Linked DNA regions of Hordeum vulgare: region 2 is linked to region 1. The links are chromatin contacts, called in public HiChIP or PLAC-seq maps. All regions are on one chromosome and are shown on one strand. Each heading gives the region's core, a stretch centred on a gene start, on an enhancer-like site or on the middle of the called end of the contact. The rest is flanking DNA. Distances are from core to core; before and after follow the strand shown. Region 1 holds the start of LOC123428203 (DNA-directed RNA polymerases IV and V subunit 2-like). Region 2 holds the start of LOC123428207 (programmed cell death protein 2-like).

Region 1 (3,381 bases), core at 339-2,838:
TCCATAGAAGACTGTCCATTTGAATCATCCACAGTATGGGATCTGCTCTCTTCATTGTCATACAATTCCATGGGGTCCAGCTCAGGCTCAGCGCCGTTTGTTGATTGCCCACTATCGCTTGATGGATCTTCCATTACGCAAGCACAGGCAGTTAACCCTGTCAAGTACCACGATTCACAACGCCGTCATAAAACAACAGATTAGATATTGATAATTTTAATTTTAAAAGGCAACATAAAATGCCATATACGGTACAGCATTAAATACTGGAAATCGGGTTATGGAAATGATACACGTGGCACATGTACACACGCACGTGTGCAGCGTTTTCTCGAAAAGGTGAATACCTCAATCCCAGCAGGTAAACAAATGAAGCATGTGGCGTACAGTGACGTAAGTAGCACAAAATGTCTAGTAACAGATTTCACAAATGAAAAGAAACCCTACCCTAACTTACTCCAACGCCGCTACATAAGTAGAAAACGATGATGTCTGCCACCCTAACACCAAACAGTGTTGACCACACTGGCTCACAATCATTACCGTCCGCGAACAGATGGCTTACAGTGCACTAACAAACACAAAACGACTATTAACCGATTGCACAAATAAAAATAAACCCTACCCTGACTTACTCCAACGCCGGTACGTAAGAGGAAAACAATGGTGTCGGAAACACTAGCACCAAACAAATCACTGTGTTGACACCCCCAGCTCACAATCATTACCGTTCGGGAACAGACGGCGTGCTTTCCAAGCCATTCAACATCATTTGTCCAAGCAACTACAAACAGATATCCTCCCATCCTCACGGTGCGCTACGTAGCACAAAACCACTATTAACCGATTGCGCAAATAAAAAAGAAACCCTAGGCTGATTTGCTCCAACGCCGGTACATAAGCGGAAAACAATGATGTCAGATACCCCTAACACCAAACACAATCATCATCACCGCTCGCGAACTGAGGAGGTGCATTGGAAGCCAATGGACGCTTGTCAAAACAGCTAGAGACAGATCCCCCCACCAATGTGGCCCAACGATCTGAATCCCATCGATACAACGCGAGCAGTAGTGCCTACACTACAGAGGGGGAGGATCTAACAAGGGGAACGTTCGCCACTCCTGCCGTATTATCCTAGCAAACGGGAAGATCCAACCCAAACTTTTGACAGTAGGAGCCACTCCCACCGTCTTCAGGTTGAAAAAAAATCCCAAACCCTTTTCGGGGGGGAATAAACCTTTCTAGGGTTCTTCGCCAACAGAACGAACCCGTCAGGCCCGGGTAGGCCCGCGCCGGAGCCCGCGCCAGCCCGGCGGGGCGAGGAGAAGGACGACGACGGCGGTGAAAGGAAACTCTCGATGCGCCGCGCTTGGGCGGAAGGGATGGAGAGCGGGCCTGGATGCGCCGCGAAGGGGGGATCTACGGCGTACGGGGTACGAACCCGAAAAAAAATGTGTTGGAGGGGGGGGGAGCGGCACTGCCGGACCGTACCTGCGGCGGCCCCGGGAGGGGAGGGGAGAGGAGGAAACCCTGGCGGCCTCGCCTGGACGGAGGGCGGTCGATGCTCCCGAGGGTGGGTGGGTGCCGGTGGGGGGGGGGGGGGGGTGGCCGGAGACGGAGGGGTTTAAATGGGGGAGAGTGCGGTGCCGGGGGACGGGGACGGGGACGGGGAGTGACTGTCGAGGCGAGGCCGGTGCGGCGTCATCTGCTGCTGTCCGGGGATGGGGAGGGAGGAGGGAGGGACATCAGCCGTTCAGAGTGCGCTGAGCCCCAGATCCGACGGCTGGGGTTGCTGCTTGGCGTTCATCGAGGGGACGGCGCGGGATCCTCTGCGCAGACACGCAGGTCTCGTTGCCAACGGGCTCACGGCACAGGTGGCGGCTCAGGTGGTGCCGCGGCAGGACAGGTGTGCAACATAGGCGCAGCGCCAGTCACGGCTTCCATGTGTCTTGTGTGTGTGTGTTTTTAAGGTTGGCCTCATCTTCAACTAACTCAATAAGGTGAGAGCTCCAATAAGTACCATGCATTAAAAAAAAGTATGGATGCTTTCCCCGTTTTGCATCCAACCATACCTATGACCAAACGGGCCAGCACGGTCCGGCCCGTTGTAAACAGGTCCAACACGGCACGGCCAACACCGGCACGTTTACTAAGCAGGCCGTGTCGTGTCAGCCCGTGGGCTGCGCCTTCAGGCCGAGGCACGGGCCGGTTATTAAACGGGCCGACATGTTGGCCCGCTTAGCACGCTGGTCTGCATATTTTTAACCTAATGGCTTATTTTTTAGGCTATTGGACCATATATTATGTATATACATTTAAAAAAATCTAAAAATATATATATAATAAACGGGTTGTGTCGTGTCTGGCACGGGCCCATTTAAGTCGTGTCGTGCCTGGCCCATGACGGGCCGTGCCGACGGGCTCGCGCGCCGGTCTGTTTAGCCCAACCTGTTTGGCCAGCTATACACCCAACCATGTGAAAACCTAGCCACCATCTTCAACCCACGAGTGGAGGCTGCAAGCTCCCCGAACTCCGATATCATCGGGTTTTCTTTCCCTCCATCAGGTGCTCCAACGACGGCGAAACAGATGTTATAATCTCAGGACCTTATTCCACGTGCATGTAGTAGTCTATCTGCTTTTGTTAGGTTTTTGGTTTTACATGTATCCCACTCTCGTTTTGGTGGCCGTGGTGGCTAATAAGTTTAATCTGAATCTCCCGTCAATGTAGGGGTATTGGATCTAATAGGCGGTGTCATTTTGGATCCTTTGGATTTGGGTGGACGCTTCGTGTGTCTTTTTATTGGTCGAGTATGCAGGTAATGGTCCTTTTCTTTCTCTTTATTCATTGTTTTTTATTTATATCATATTCTTTTCATCAATCAAATGCAAGTGATCGGACATATAAAAAAAATGATTGCATAAATAAGGGACACGTCCAGTTACTAAACGAACGCGTCTGCGAACGTTTAAAGAGTCATATTTGCTAAATACCGTTGTAGATGCTCTTATGCTTCATACGTAAACCATCATGAACAAACACAAGAGCTAATTAGACGTGGCCTTGTAAGCGGCTAGTGGCTCCGTCGTCTCGACGTAGACGAATGTTTGGCTCCGGCGGCGGATGCTGGTGATCAGCGTCCCCTGGTCCATGTCGGGTACGCACACCACGTCGGACGACGACTCGCCTGTACTCGCGTAGTGCCCGTAGATGAAGAAATCCTTGAGCGTCAGGACGTACTTGCCGTATGCAAAATAGGGCCGTGGGAGGCTCCGGTGTCTGAATCTGTAGTGCCGATTCCACCGCCGTCCCTTGTCCAGAACCCACACATGAGTCGTCTCCATGCCTACAAGGTCACGGTCTAGGATGGCAATGCC
Region 2 (3,396 bases), core at 446-2,945, 170 kb after region 1:
CTCTCTTCAACGTTAAGCTTCGCAAGAGGAGCATAAACCTGAAGTTACTACACAAATATGAGAAAAACACAGCAAAGCTCGTAGTGCTGAGACAGAGGTGTTGGCTACCATCATTGAAAGAAGCTAGTACCCAACAACAATTTAGGGCACTGTAAGTCTGTAACATAGGTACAAAGATGATAAATTCATACAGTATTCCATTCCCTTGTATGGACGTCTATCAGAACATGCTTCAGCTCTTTAACATTCTTAGCCAATTTATTTAGTAAAGGAAAAAACTCGCCTGAGCAACAAGGCAGAGCCTGGTTCCACACAGTTTGCATTGGAGCAATTTAGCTTCAGTCCCCAAATCCTCGGCTGGCCAATCCTGCAGAAGGTCCATAAAAATTACTCAAACAGGAGCCGGCAAAAGCCTCCCCTTGGGAAAATTGTTCCACCTTTAGAGAGCTTATTTCCAACTTCCCAAGAGAAGGAGCAGAGATAGTGGTTCGTGAGCCAAAAACGAAATTAAAGAAGAGATGGAGAAGAAAACATCAAGTTAGCAATGACATACAGGGACCCCGCCGATCTTGGTGGTGTAGTGGTCGGCCTTCTCCCGGTAGTCCTCCGCCCAGGGCCCAGGGAGGCCCAGATGAACCTCCTCCGTCATCCCTGCCGCCACCCTGCTATCCCTCGGAAGATGCGAGCTCTACGGAGCTGGCGGACGGCCGCGGGAGACAAGAACCGCGGACTCGACGGCGGACGGCAGCTGGAAGAGAAGGGTTAGGCAGCTAGCGTGTGCTCTGCCTGGGTGGGGGCAAATGCTACTCAGGCATGGTTCTGCGAAAGACCCTGTAATGTAAAAAAGAAGCCCGGACGGCCCACAATGTACTCGGAAAGCAGCCTGACTAAGCCCAAATGCTTGTTCGACTATTGCAAAAACAAAAATATTAAAATGGAGATCAACTAACTCGAGGTTAACCTTTACGGAGGACATTCACGCATAGTTTATAAAACCGAACCGGAAATCGAACCGAAAAGGTTGTCGGTCAGGTTTTTACTGGTCAGACCGCCGATTCACCGGTTCGATTGTCGGTTTTTAAGCAAAAAAGTAATAAATATTGAGTAATATATGTGCTGATATAATGTGAAACAATGGTCAAACAAAATTATTTTCATGTAGTGGACAACAAAGTAGAATAGTTGAATTGGTTATAGGGCCGTGGGTAAGCCTCGCATATTGCTTAGAGGACATGTTGGACGGACAGCAGGAAACATCTAGCAAATTCAAGCATCAATCCATCCATCCATCTAACAAATAGCTATTTTATCTATGAGCAACAGCAGACAAAATGAAGAGGGAAGAAACAGAGATGGGAAAAAGAAGCTCACCGTGAGCGTCGAAACTGGCCAGCAGGGGGCAAACTGCAGGGTGGGGCGGATTTGAGGAGGGAGGCGGGGCGGGGCCTGGCCTGGCCGGCGGCGGCGCCGTAACCCTAGCCGCGGGGCAGGGCGAACTATGGGGCGGGGCGGGGTTGACGGCAGGGTGGGGAGGGATTGACGGGGCGGGGCGGGGCCGGCCTGAGGAGCCAAGATGGCCAGCGGGGGCGGCGACGGCTTGGCCGGCAGCGACGGCGAGATGGGCGGCGAGGTGAGGCGGGAGGGGAGCGCAGCGAGGCCAGAGGGAAAACGGGTCGTTTTTGGTTCCAGGGACTAGAATCTGCTCAAAAGAACTGGGCCTATGTCTTGTTTATAATGAGACGTAGCGAAGCCTCGCTAAAAGCAGCCGTCAAGAATGGCCCGGCCCACAGCAGGGGCCACAGGCCACTAGCGCTTTTATCATCTTCTATTTTCTCTTCATATTTTTGCTAAATAAAGTTTCTTACTTCATTTATTTTTTATTATATTCTAATATAGCTATAAAAAATCACATTACATAAAGGAAATTAAAAATGTTAAACATGTATTCCCAAGATGTATATGTATAAAAGAAAATAATTATGACGTATAGAAAGCAATGTACAGTGTATATGGAAATAACTAAATATCAAACGAATATAGTAAAATGATAATTATGTGTTAAGTAAAATAAAAATTCATGAAAACCGAGAAAGAAACAACCACAAAATAAAACAAGAAAATAGAAAGAAAAAACCACAGGGGAAACCGTCAAGAAATAAATACAACCGAAGAAAAAACACACTAAAGAAAATCAATGAAAAGGCAACAAAGTGGAGATAACCGATAAAGAAGCAGAGTAAATCGAAAATAAAAAATAAAAAATGAATAAACAAGCCAGAATGAATGAGCAATCGAACAAGAACCCGCATCCTGGACCTGGATTGATCAAACAGCAAAAAATAAAGACAACAATAGGCTGGTCCAGTAACTACACAAGGAGGAAACCCTTCATGCGAGCGGACAATTCATCTCGCTATAAGTGAGATAGACGGTTGGCACTATTACACAGTACACACCCATATGCATCGAATAATCGCAGCTTTGCTGAAGCAAAGCGAGCGAGAGACGCGACATGGGCCGTCTCCTTTCGAGCAAGAAACCAGTTTTTTAAGTTCCCTCAACTAGGTTTTTTTCGATTTTTTTTACCTTTTTTTTTGGGGGGGGGGGGGGTCCTGATTTGATTTTTATTTTCTCCTTTTTCTGATTTTTTTTACAATTTACAATGAAAACAGAAACCTAAATTTTATTTATATCGCAGAAAATGTACAAAAACCTAAAGTTTATATTAAAAAAACAAATAGTGTGTTCAGAACATACTAAGAAAATGTTAAGTGCGCATTTTAAATTCACTGCTTAAAAATAAGAGAATTCAAAATTGGTCACTTTTTATGAGAAAAATGTTCACGTTAAATATATTTTTTTTGAGTTTACGTACTCATACATTTTCACGTTTTATTAAAAAAATATTCACATTCGTCCAAGAATTTGTTGATGTTTCTTGAAAAACTTTGGATCAGCCGTTGTATTTAGTTCTTAAAAGTGTGCGCTGCCTATTTGATCACTAACACTTAGTAGTGCAAGTGGTAAGGTTGTGAGCTTGGTTTTAGTAGTCGCACAACACGGCTCGCTATGGCGCCACAAATTGGCTCGCCTAAGGGGTTCTCTTGGACGGTTCGGCGCGTAGAACAAACCGGCTAAACGGATGCATCCATGTTTTGATTAATTGATTTAGTACTTGTTCTGTAAAGAAATATAAAAGTGTTCAGATCATTATTGACACGCGGGTAGGTCGTTACAAAAGAGTGGAGTTTGGATGCACAAAGGCACAAAGCTCCTCTAGAAACAAGTGGGTGTGCTGTCCATGCCGAAGAAAAGAAAAGATGCACTGCCACCACCACCATAGATGACACGAGTGCAGCCACCACTACGAACACAGCAACCACCAGCCGTTGTTAA

The links. HiChIP or PLAC-seq counts read pairs in DNA pulled down with a chosen protein or histone mark.
Region 2: an H3K4me3 HiChIP or PLAC-seq map of embryo shows a contact between it and region 1, with 7 times the contacts expected there. The contact joins the promoter of LOC123428207 here to the promoter of LOC123428203 in region 1. A contact is called at or near these places in 1 of 6 Hi-C or Micro-C datasets (seedling) and 1 of 1 datasets of contacts at active chromatin or transcription factors (embryo).

The regions. Positions count from the first base shown.
Region 1 is chr2H:639,259,553-639,262,933 of MorexV3_pseudomolecules_assembly, forward strand. LOC123428203 (DNA-directed RNA polymerases IV and V subunit 2-like) reads right to left here and starts at 1,589. Exons shown (of 8, transcript XM_045112386.1): 1 at 1,495-1,589; 2 at 1-157. The coding sequence starts at 134.
Region 2 is chr2H:639,434,192-639,437,587 of MorexV3_pseudomolecules_assembly, forward strand. LOC123428207 (programmed cell death protein 2-like) reads right to left here and starts at 1,696. Exons shown (of 8, transcript XM_045112388.1): 1 at 1,372-1,696; 2 at 554-786; 3 at 284-367; 4 at 1-38. The coding sequence starts at 649.